Regions from separate parts of the Mus musculus genome. Here all the other regions are linked to region 3. Evidence: chromatin contacts called from public promoter capture Hi-C data. All regions are on one chromosome and are shown on one strand. Each heading gives the region's core, a stretch centred on a gene start, on an enhancer-like site or on the middle of the called end of the contact. The rest is flanking DNA. Distances are from core to core; before and after follow the strand shown. Region 1 holds the start of Rgs7 (regulator of G protein signaling 7). Region 2 holds the start of Slamf6 (SLAM family member 6). Region 3 holds the start of Ifi214 (interferon activated gene 214).

Region 1 (4,214 bases), core at 165-2,664, 2.0 Mb after region 3:
TTCACCCAGAACTTGGTAGCTCAGATACAAGGATGATCAATCTGCCCTGCAAAGAATTAGAGAGCCTCTAGTGAGAGCCTGGTAGTCCTGGGGGGAACAGACATCCGCCAACACACACACACACACACACACACACACACACACACACACACACCTTCATGTTCACAGTACCCAAACCACGGGAAGAATTCTTTCATTTCTGGGATGAGGAGAACACCAGACATGGAGTTTTTCTTTTTTAAAGAAATACAAAGGCAGAAGTTTACATCTGTAGTAGCCCCAGGAAATCTCAACAGACAACCTTCCAGTTCGAAATAGTCAGCTAGCTAAGGTTTTTGTGGACTTCATTTTGTGAATACTCTCTTTTTAAAAGTATTAGGTACTTACTTAAAAACCCCATGGTTGGCACTTCCCTAATACCCACTGTTCTCCCTGGATACTTGCTGCTCCACTTGATGCGGTTCTCCCCAAAGGGCAGAAAGCCAACACCCGCTGCAGCCCACTTTCTCCTAGTAGCCAGCTAGTTTCCCATGGCAGGCGCGACAGAGGCCCCTTCCCCACAAGTGTTCTTTTCAGGCACATGTTTGTTCTCCATTTCTTGGGCTCCCCACACAGCCTGGGCATACATAGGCTTTTCCACTTTCACCTGCTTTCACTGCCAGCCCATGGCTCCTCTGTGCTCCCACCTCGGTGCGCTAAGTCTGGACCTGATCCTGACTAATCTTTGGAAGAAAGCTTCCAAATTAGGTCCAAGCAACCCAAGGCTGATGGGAAGTCAAGCCTTGAGCAATCACCTGGCTCACCTCCGAGAGCAAGCTAACTGCACAAGCCTGGAACAATCAGCCAGAAGAGCAGAGAAATCTGGGTCCCAGCTCATCCTGCTCGGCCCTTGCTCTCGGAGGCAGCAAATGGCAGGCAGCCTTGCCCCTCATCCAGGCACTGGCCACACCGGGCAGCAGTTTCAGCACCGTGGACCGCGGCGTGCGCAGCGCCCCAGCCCGGCCGGCCGGGCGCGCCACTCATTGGGGACCGTGACTCCCGTCGTCGCAGGGCGAGGACCGGGTGCGGGACCAGGGGTCCCGGGGACTCCAGGTGGCGCCGCCTCCTCCCCTTCCGCTCCCTCCGGTTACCTCCTCGGCCAAGGTCACGGCCCCGCGGCTCCCCTCCGGGTGTGCTGAGGGCAGGCGCTGTCAGCTGGCTGCGAGCGGAGCTGCGAGGCAGGGCAGCCTCATCACACTCGCGCTGCTCAGGCCACCGCCACCCTCGCCGCGGTGCACAGGCGGCCCCGGCAGCCGCCGCTCGCGCCCGCTCCCCCGGGCCGCCTCGCTCGTTCCCTCCTCCGCTTCTCCTCCCGGGGACTGGGACCAGTCGAGCGCGCGCGGGAGTCGAGACGCCTGGCCCGTGCGCGCGCGACTGGGAGGAGGGAGGAGGCGACAGTCACGTGGGACAGGGACGCCCGAAGGTGCCGGCTCGGACGGGCTCGGCTTCGCCGCCGCCACACCCCTGGGTGTCCCCGGCCTCCCGACCCCGCAACCCCTCGGGAGCACAGGCCCTGTCCCCCGCGCTGGCAAGCCCACGCGCCGCCGCAGGCCTGGAGAGCCAAACTGAGCTAAGCAGGAGGAAGGGCTTGGCGGAGGGTGGGTGGATGGGTAGGTGGGTGAAAGGGTGGGTGAGTGGGTAAATGGATGAATGGATAAGGCCCCCTGCGGCTGGCAGGTCTGCATCGCGCTCCTGGCGACCCTGCTGGCAGAACTAGGGAAGCAAATGATTGATAATCCTTATGCTTAAGTAACAGCCCAGAGAGATGCTGGAATATCCCAGAAGTGAAAGCAATGGCCAGGACCAAATGACTCATTGGCAGGCCCCCTTCCTCACTCCAGCCTGTTTGCCCATGACTTTCACTGCCTCCTATTAAGTTGGAAATACCGGGAAGGAATTTGGAGGCCTCTACCAAAAGCGAACAATCTCACCACCTGTGACATTGAAGGCCCATGGCTGATGTCTGGCTGGTCTAACCTACTGGGCTCAGAGAAACTTGTCTTTAGTCCTTGTCCTCTACTGGGGTTCACAGAATCACAAAGGGTCTGGGGTTGCTGATACCCCGAACCCCAGAAATTCTTCAGGTTTCCGGCACTAATTTTTCAAGGACTGGGAAGACATTAAAGAAAAAAGTTTTTGTCCTCGTGAAATGTACCCAGCTTTCTGGGACATTAGGAAGTTGTGGGAATCTGAACATCTGAGAAGGCTTCCTCTATAGGACTGAGGATAAAGACGATTTAGCCAGTGTGATTTGTGTGTGTAGGCGGACTAAACCTAAGGCCCCTGCCAATGAGCTGCATCCCATTCACAACCCTCTCTACCAGCACCTTCGTTTGTTTGTTTGTTTGTTTGTTTGTTTTTCACTTTTGAGACAGCGTCCAACCAGGCTGGTCTTAAACTCAGTTTAGCCCAAACAGACCTTAAATTCAACATTCTCCTGCCTCAGCCTTCCAAACAGCTGGGATTACAAACCGGTGGCACCAGAATTGGCTATCCAGTGCCATCTGTGGCTGCTTCTCCAAGCAGGGTAAACCTTAATATAACTGCTATCCAAATATCTGTGGGTACCAGTCACGTTTCCAGCCTCACCCAGGCTCTTTCAGGTGTCATTCAAAGTAGCATTTATCTATCCGTACCCATGTTCTAAATACTACAGGATCACGTTCCCAGGCCAGGTTACCCACAGCCATGTCTGACTTCTCTCCCTACTTTCCATCAATTTCCCCAAATCTTTCCACTGTTAGGGAAATTCTCTTTGTTTCCATTCTCTCCTAATAGTTTCTTGGTGGTCTTACTCTAGCTGAAACCGGCTGCTCTCTCTTCAGCCCCCTGCCTCCCTTCCTTCCTTTCCCCTTGCTCTCTCTACTGTCTGGATACTCATGTGCTTTTAGATATAGATAGATATGGAAAAAGTCACTGGGTGTGCTCACCACTTTGCCCTAAATGAAATGGCCTGAAGGAGCCTGTAAGGATAGTTACAGTTGCCAGGAAAGAACTAAGGAGGAAGATTCAATTCAGGAGACAACTCATAACTCTATCAGTATGCAATATTATATTTATCACCTTACAATTTCCAGGGACTCGCATTATTCAGATCTAGACTAGAAGAAATAGCCTAGATACCACCAAATCCATCTGTATCTTATATTTTAACGTTCTCATGATTCTCAACTGTCATTATTCAAATTAGTCTTACTATTTTCTCTACCATCCATTTATGTACTGTAATATTTTTGTTAAACAAATGAAATTCTTAAATGTGGTACTATATGCATTTTATATGCCAGATGGGACCTTCTGAGCACTAGGCAAAAGACCTACCTATAACCTCATCAACCCCCCAAAGGACATTTAAAAGGGGGTTTTTTGTTTGTTTGTTTGTTTTGTTTCATTTTAAACGTCAAACTTTAATAGTTCCACCAAGAGAAATAAATCTAACTTCAATGGTTTCACCTAGGGAAGGAAGTTCAATTGTATCAATATTTTTGAAATAATAGAAACAGTACCTATTTTTATGAACATCTATTTTTATAAATAATTGGAAGCTTAGGCATCCTAAGTTATTACCCACCGATGCAGGAACCCATTTTTATTCTGAAAGTATTTATTTATTTTTATTTATTTACTGTGAATGGAAGATTCCTATTCTTCTACAAAGAATTTGAACAAATCCAGTAGGTAGCTTTGATCTTCAGGGAGTGTGCAATCAAGTTTGGGGAGAAAAACAGATGCCCCCCTCCCATACCTTCCATCAACCCAATCAACAGGTTCCATGCAGAGCAGCCAGAGTGTTCATTTCAAATGTAACTGCTATGTGATTTCTCTATCCAGCACCTCCCAAAGGATGTAAGCCAGTCAAACTAAAGGGTGTCCTTGAGACACCAGCAGCAGGTAGGGTTAGATGAATATGCGGTTACCATTCTGAATTTCATATGCTAATCTGGTGTCCTCGTTTTCCTTTTTATTGCTGTGATAAAATGGTAAGCAAGACCGATTTGGGGAAGGAAACGGAATATTTGGTGTACAGTCCATCATCAAAGAAAGTCAAGGTAGAAACTCGAGTCAGGAACCCAGAGGCAAGAACTGAAACAGGGACCTTGGAGGAGCTCAGCTAAATGACTGACCTCTGCTGGCTTGCTTACCTACTTTTCCTATACAGTCAAAGGATGGCACCA
Region 2 (4,279 bases), core at 1,762-4,261, 1.6 Mb before region 3:
CTTTGGGGGTGGGTGGATGCTGTGACAGTGTGTCCATGTGTAAGCCAGCAGTCATTTCTGCCCTTCTACCGTGTGGGACCAGGCATGGGACTCAGGTCCTCAGGCTTGCATCGTTACCCACTGGACCATCTCACCAGCCCAGGTTTCCCTTCTTCTAACCTCTTCCTAAATTCCTTAGCACCATATAGACACAATCTGTAGTCAGGTCCATTATGGCATATCAAATTTTATGAAGATCATGATGCAACGTCAGACTCACCAAAACCACTTGCCCTGTACCATCCTAGAATGGCTGCCGAGTCAATGTTTTTATCTCTCCTGTGAACAGAGTCCCATCTGGCCTGCTAACCTGGGCATCAAAAGCCTAGTCTTGCACACACAGTTCTCTTGACAATGTCTGCCATTCCTTTATTGTCTTCTAGTTCCCGGAGGCTCTTCTAGTCAAGGAGATGGTGATAGTAAGGCATTGCTAATTGTTCATAGAAGTCATCGATTACAGCCAGTGGTAGTAAGGCATCTCTAATTGTTCGTTCATAGAAGCCAGTTCATTTTGAATGGTCGCCCTTACATTGCCTCAAGCTATGCAGCCTGTCTGAGAGAGAGAGAGAGAGAGAGAGAGAGAGAGAGAGAGAGAGAGAGAGAGAGAGAGAGAATCAGTGATATCACTCAATTTCTCCCCTTCCACAAGGTCAAACTGATCTTATCTGCCTCCACTCGGGTCCCATGGCCTCCTAAGCCAGGTTTTGAGAAGTTCTTCTGTTGCTTATTTAAAAGTCTCTCCCAATTGAGGCAGTTTAGGGGCAAAATATCCCCTGACTAGCATAGTTTCCTGTACTGAGAAATTACTAAGGCTTTTCTCTCCATACCGAATCACTTTTTTTTTCTTTTTATGTATTAAATGTCAGACCTGAAGGCTGTCTTCCAACATTTCCATATCTTCTAACATTTTCCTGTCTCCTCACTCCTCCCTGTCTGATTCTCCTCAAGGGCGAAGATTTTTGAGTTCTAGGAAGGGCTCCCTAGCAGAGGACTCTTTCACCAACTAAAAGAAAAGGGGAAGAGGGGGAGGGGGAGGGGGAAGGGAAGTCACCATCCTCCTTTTCCCTCCGTTTTCTGCCAAATCAGAAGATAATATGGAGGATAGCATCTGTGTGTCTATTCTATTACAATTCCTCCCTCCTGCTGGCAATTCATTCTGGGCAGAAATCTCAGCCTCGGTTACATCTCTTATGGCATCCGGCAGAGACCATTTCCGTGACCTGCTTATAATCACATGCCATATTGCCACTTTCAGAAATTACAACATATTCTCTAGTCCATCAGCCTCCTTGGGGGCTTTCCTGTACTTGAATCACAGGCCACATTCATAAAGGGGATATGCAACCATATACCATAGAGGAAGACAGCCACCCTGGGTTTCCCCTCCAAGATGTCCATCGGCTTCAGTTGCATGTCTTACTCATATCAGACACACAACTGGCACTACAGCAAGGAGGCACAAGTTCCCATATAACCAGAGAAGAGTAATCATATACGGATTGCCGAATGGATGTTCCACCTTCGGTTGGATCATGCACTGTAGCCTGTGTCTCACACATAGCAGAGGGTCATGTGACCCCTCCTCTCAGACACAACTTTGTTTTGTTTCTCCCGGTTCAGGCACCAATTGTGACTCCCCCCCCCCCCCTGGGGAGATTTGAGCAAGTATCTCTAATCACCTCATATAGGACTGAGAACAAAACAAAGAAACAGCCCTCACAAGTCCGGATTAGTTCTTTGAGGTTACTGACAGGTGCACGGATGAGGGGTTATCTGTAGGCGTGGGGGTGGTTCAAAGGCATTTGCATACCTGACAGCCCACTCTCAGAGCACCATCAATGACCTAATACTTTTCTACTTGGACCTTCTCAAAGTTGCCACCACATCTGCATCAACATACTGGAGACCAAGCCTCCAGCATCCGAATCTTCCGAGGTCAGAACCACAGGGATTGGGGCAAAAAAAAATAACAACTGAGCCACATTATAAACGAGTAAGATCTGACAAGCATTACAGAAGATGGCACAGACAAGGTGAACATTTTCTCAAGTGCGTAGAGAGGACACGATTTAAGTCTCTCTAAAAATTTCTAAGTTAAAATCATTCAAGGTATTTCCTTTCTTTTTCAAGGTATTCTTCTCTCATATATATTACATCCCTGACAGCAGTTTCCCTCTCTCCTCCCTCCCAGTCTTTCCCCTCCCCCCTTACTTCCCCCAACACCTCCCTCAGCCCCCTCCATCCAGTTCTCTTCCTTTTCGCTCCAGAAAAGAGCAAGTCTCTCAGGGATATCAACCAAACAAGGCATATCCAGTTGCAATAAAACTAGGTACCTCCCCTCATAAGGACTAGGCAACCCAATAGGAGGAAGAGTCCCAAAATCAGGCAAGAGTCAGAGACAGCCCCCTATCCCACTGTTGGAAGTCCTACTAGAAGACCAAGCTACATAATCATTATATATATAATATATATATATATATATATATATATATATAGCACCTAGGTTAGAACCATGCAGGGTCCCTAGTTGCCACTTCAGTCTCTGTGAGCGCCCCATGAACCCAGGCTAATTGATTCTGTAGGTTTTCTTGAGGTGTCCTTGACCCCTTTGTCTCCAACAATCCTTCCTCCACCTCTTCTGCAAGATTCCCCAAGCTCCACAGGATGTTTGACTCTGGATCTCTGCATCTGTTTCCATCAGTTGCTGGGTGAAGCCTCTCTGATGACAACTGGGCTAGGCTCCTGCCTCAAGTATAGCAGATTTGTTTTGCTATGGTTGGTTTGTTTGTTTGTTTGTTTGTTTGTTTGTTTGTTGTGTCTCTGGGCTATCCAGCCTCTGCTTCATGGCTCTCCACACAGTATCAGGAGTGGGCTCCCCGTCCTGGCATAGGTCTTAAGATGGACCAGTCACTGATTGGCCACTCCCACAATTTCTGTGTCACCTTTACCCCAGCACATCTTGCTGGCAAGACAAATCATAAGTAGAAGGTTTTTGTGGCTGGGTTGGTGTCCCAGTCCCTCCACCAGAAGTCTTGCCTGGTTACAGAAGATGGCCCGTTCAAGTTCCACGTTCCCTACTGCTAAGAGTCTTAGCTTACAAAAGATATTCTTGTAAGCCAAGTGTGAAGTTAATCACGACAACCAAAGGTTTGCTAACATAGAGGAAGAGCTCTCATCAATAGGGGAACAGAAAGTCTCAGCGACAAGCTTATGAAAGAATGGCTGTCTCAAGGGCTCCAGCACCCGACTCCGCCTGTCAGAGGATGGTCTGGCTCTTTCCACTTGTCTTCTGCCTCGGCTCAGGTAAAAAACGTCTGTGGAAACTGATTGAGTCACTGAGTGAGTTCCTTCTTTGGAATGCCTTGCTCCTCTTGGTCAGGTTGACTGCCCAGTTCTCTATTCAGAGACTTAGAAAGCTCACCGTGGTCCTAGCGAACTGCTTCCCGCAGACTGCCACGGGACTGATTCAGAGCAAACACTTCGGCTGGGGGCCAAGGGGAAGGGAAGTGTTTTCTGAGATATGGAAAATGAGTCTTTGTAAGTCAGGACTGTTCGTGACCAGCGTATTGTGGTACAAAAATAAGTTTAAGCGGGAAAAAGATCTACAATTTAACTACTGTGATACTGTGCGACTTCAGGGGGCTTCATTATCTTTCCCGAGCTTCACTCTTCGCTCAGATACTGAAAACCCACCAACGCTTTCACACTGCAATTAGGAAGGGATTGACTGAGCCTGCTTCTTCTCCCTGCTATCTGGAAAGCTCTCACTGTCTTTAAGAACTCAGAGGGTGCCTATCTGGACTGAAGCGTAGTGTTCTAAAACAGGAGATCAAGCAATGGCTACTAACACAGACCTAGCCCCGAGAGAATTCATTGAAGAAAAAAAAAAAGAACCAATAGGTAGCCTAGCATTTATTTTATTCCAGAAAATGAGCTAATTATTAAACATGCATTACATTTAGATGTCCATAACGTGTTTGTGAATTTATTCTATTAATAGCTACAAGTAACTTAGACTATGGCAATTTAAATAACTTTTGAAAATTCTATTAGTCATCAGGTAGCTGAAAAAAACCAATAAAAATAAAAACAAATCACTTGACTAAAACTTTCAGTAACAAACACCTGTGTGCATGCACACACACAAACCAAGACATACTGCAGATATAGAGCTATCTAGACAAATTGACAACAGAAAGAAAAAGAAAGCAAGGTTCATTAAGTCATTTGATAAACCATT
Region 3 (3,723 bases), core at 560-3,059:
ACCTAGAAGGTATAAAAGCTGACTGGGAAAAAATAAACCTGCTTTAGTGTCAGCGCTGTCTGGAGTCATGTTATAATGTCTAATTGTCTTTTTCTTTTTAATCCTCCCTCCCTTGAGACATTGTTGACTGACTGAGCTGACTTGCTTATAATAATAATAGAAAGATCAGAATATCATGGTACATTTAGAAGTTCATCTCTATGGAGGCTCTGCCAGAGCCTGACTAATACAGATTGCAGATGCTCGCAGCCAACCACCAGACTGAACAATGGGACCCCAATGGAGGAGTTAGGGAAGGACTGAAGAAGCTAAAGGGGTTTGCCATCCCATGGGAAGAACAACAATATCAACCAAACAGAACCCCCAGAGCTCTCAGGGACTAAACCACCAACCAAAGAGTATACATGAAGGGAACCATGGCTCCAGCTGCAAATGTAGCAGAGGATGGCCTTATTTGGTATCAGTGGGAGGGGTGGTTCTTGGTCCTGTGAAGGCCCAATGCCCCAGTGTTGGGGAATGGCAGGGCAGGCAGGCAGGAGTGGATGGGTGTGTGAGGGAGTACCCTCATAGAGGCAGAGGAAGAGGGGATGAGATAGTAGGTTTGAAGAGGGGAAACTGGGAAGGTGGATAACATTTGAAATGTAATAAAATAAAATAAAAATAAAAATAAATAAAAAAGAAGTACATCTCTTGATTGTTAAAAATAAGTAAAATCTTTTGCAGTGATTTAGAAAGTTTAGCTACAATAATTAATAAACTTAGCGAGCCTGGTCTAATGTTCACAGAACTTTGAAATCAATTAAGAGCTTCTATCCAAGTCCTCTGCTGTGGTACACGTATTCTTCAAACTGTTCTATAAATGGGCAAGATACATGTGTTCTAATTAACTTTCCATCACTCTATTACACTTCACCATTAGAGAACCAAAAGGAAAACAAAATGGCCAAAAACAACTTTCGTGATGGTAGAAATTACCAATAATGGAAATACCACCTTTAGAAAGGTGTGAAGAAGAGAACAAACAGAATGTGTTTGGGAAATGGTTAAACCATTGTGTGTTTATATATTATGATCCTGAGAAACTTCCTAGTGATAGGATACTAGAAAATTCATTTCATGTCCAGAGGCAGTTTTTATTCACAATAATTTTTCATGTCACTATCTTGGCTTTTTCCCACTCACCCACAGATCCCAGATAACCATGAACTCCCTATCCGAGCTAATTATAGCCTTCACATTATCCACTTATTCAGATTTATACTTAGAAAGTTCATTAAACAATCTAAAATATGCAAAATGTTTTATTCTTAGCTCATTCCTCTGTGGTGGAGGACTAAAGATGTCTGCCATCTTTTTGAGTGACTGACCCTAATCCGGCTGCTGTGGGCTCACTGCTGAGTGCAGCAGGCACCAGATCAGCACTGCCTCCTCCACAAGAACCAGCAAAGGTCTTTTCACTGTCCTTGTTGTTTTTACAGATGTAGCCAATATCTACCATATCTACAGAAAACAGGTAGAACTCACCTTGCTGGATGTTTCTCTAAGGATGTAAAGCTGAGATCTTCTACAGGGCAGGACTAGAGGCTTCTCCACTCCTCTTCCTCCTCTTCTCTTTTGTCCTTCTTCTTCTTAAAGTTTGTTGGGGACTGGGAGGAGTTGGTGTGTGTGTGTGTGTGTGTGTGTGTGTGTGTGTGTGTGTGTGTGTGTGTGAAGAAGATAAACCAATAAATCTCTTGGGAACTGGAAAATGTAATCTACAGAAATTCTCAGGTTAGACTCACTCCATGGACTGAGGCTTGCTGAATGTCTCAGCTGGGTGTTGTTTTGTGGGCAGAAGAGCTAAGAAATAGCAAGTTCTCCTCCCAGCAGAGTGCATCGCTTTCGATTTCCTCAGAGACTGAAACTCGACAGTTTTTTCCTGTATACCTTTTAGTCACCATAAGAAAGTCAGAGACAGTTACACTCCATTGATATGTTTTGCTTTTCTTACAAATCTTACAGGTACAAGAACCAAATATAAAAGCTCTGTATCCAACAAACTCACAAGGGAGTCACCAGGAATGTGCTCTCTTTTAAATAAAGATGAATCCCCAAAAGGCAAAGCTAAGTCACCAGGTCTCTTTCTTTCCTGCTCAGGATGCAGATGGCAGCAGGAGAAATTGGCAATTGCTAGCTGCTCTTGAATGAATTTCAAAAAAGAAAAAATAATCTGAGATGAAATTGCTTTTGGTTTAAACACTTCACTCCTTTGTTAGTTCCCTGGACTTTCCAGAGTACCAATGTTGTTAGAAACATAGGACTCCAACCTCACGTAAGCAGAAAGGATTTTGGCTTTAGCTTTCCTCTTTTCTGTTACTACTACTACTACTACTACTACTACTACTACTACTACTACTACTACTATTGTTAATTTATTTACTTTTAAAGACAGAGTCTCACTGTGTAGTCTTGGCTGGCCAGGAACTCTCTCTGTAGACCAGGCTCAGTTTAGGTTTAAATCTTTTACCCGGCTTTGGAAAGTAGTATTCTTTAACTGGTGATTGCCTTAGTTAAGAACTTTTAAAAACATGCCATCCTTTCATGTTTCCATCATTGGGAATTGCATTACCTTGAAGTATTTCTGAAACAATGTAGATGACTAGAAACTATGGATTTGCTGACTAGGTGCCATTTTCACTAGTTTCTTAGACTACATAAAATACTAATTAATCTCAAAAAGGAGAGAAGGGGAAGGAAAGCCAGAGAAGCTTTTCTTGGGAGAGCTAAGCCACTGGACCTGTGCTGTGTCTCCACCATTGATTCTGATTGCAGTCCTTTATTCATGGTGGATGGAGGTTGGAAAATACCATCTTTATCTTTCTTTTGTTTGGCCAATGTAGTTTTTCCTTTTCCTTTCTTCATCTTTTGAACTGATGTAGTAAAGAAAGGCCAGGGGAAGTTGATCCTACTGTTTCCGCTCAGTTCCTGCTTATGTCTCAGTGGATTTGCCTATCCCTGCTGCAGAAGCCCAACATAGCCACAAGGTAGCCAAAGGTACCAAGCTGGGACAAGCACTGTGGACAGTCTTTGTATGGATCATTCCAAATTACAGCATCAGAGAAAGAAATTATGGTTTAATTTGTGATGTGGCAAAGTGGTGATGTTACACTTTGACTTCTTATCTCTATTGCTGTTATTTGGTAGTCGATGCAGGGTCTGACTATGGAGCCCAGGCCAGTCTCAAAATTCAGCTCTCCACTATGCCTAATTTTATCATGTTTTCTTTATTACCAATTGACTTTATAAAAGGGACTTGCTCATATCTCTGAGATACAGTTTTACTTATAATTAGATATTGTCGCACATTTACCATCAGGATGAATATTAATAATGGAATCAAATAATAATTAAACATGAGTATTAACTTATTTAATGTTTTAATGAACTTTTCTCTAAATTAATTTTTACTTTTCACCATTTTATATAAAATTACTTTTTTCCTTATTATTTTCCACTTTCACTTCTTTTAGATTTAATTTTTATTATTTTAGGTGTATGAATGTTTTTGCCCACATGTATGTCTGTGCAACATATAAATGCCTGGTACCCAAGGAGGTGATAAAACTCCATGTGGTTGCTGGTAATCATACCTGGGTCCTGAAAGAGCAACAAATACTCTTAACAACTGAACCAACTCTTTAGCCCATAACATTAATTTTTATTTGAAAACTTCACAAATTTATG

Evidence for each region. Promoter capture Hi-C pulls out the DNA fragments that hold promoters and counts their contacts.
Region 1: a promoter capture Hi-C map of pre-B cells shows a contact between it and region 3, with 4 times the contacts expected there. The contact joins the promoter of Rgs7 here to the promoter of Ifi214 in region 3.
Region 2: a promoter capture Hi-C map of liver shows a contact between it and region 3, with 5 times the contacts expected there. The contact joins the promoter of Slamf6 here to the promoter of Ifi214 in region 3. A contact is called at or near these places in 2 of 39 promoter capture datasets (liver and pre-B cells).

Annotation. Positions count from the first base shown.
Region 1 is chr1:175,491,131-175,495,344 of GRCm38.p6, forward strand. It overlaps Rgs7 (regulator of G protein signaling 7), which reads right to left and starts at 1,415. Exons shown (of 18, transcript NM_001347195.1): 1 at 1,131-1,415; 2 at 1-46.
Region 2 is chr1:171,914,451-171,918,729 of GRCm38.p6, forward strand. Slamf6 (SLAM family member 6) reads left to right here and starts at 3,012. Exons shown (of 9, transcript NM_001347186.1): 1 at 3,012-3,342. The coding sequence starts at 3,258. It overlaps Gm37065 (predicted gene, 37065), which reads right to left. Exons shown (of 3, transcript NR_151536.1): 2 at 350-592.
Region 3 is chr1:173,534,148-173,537,870 of GRCm38.p6, forward strand. It overlaps Ifi214 (interferon activated gene 214), which reads right to left and starts at 1,810. Exons shown (of 5, transcript NM_001024721.2): 1 at 1,525-1,810.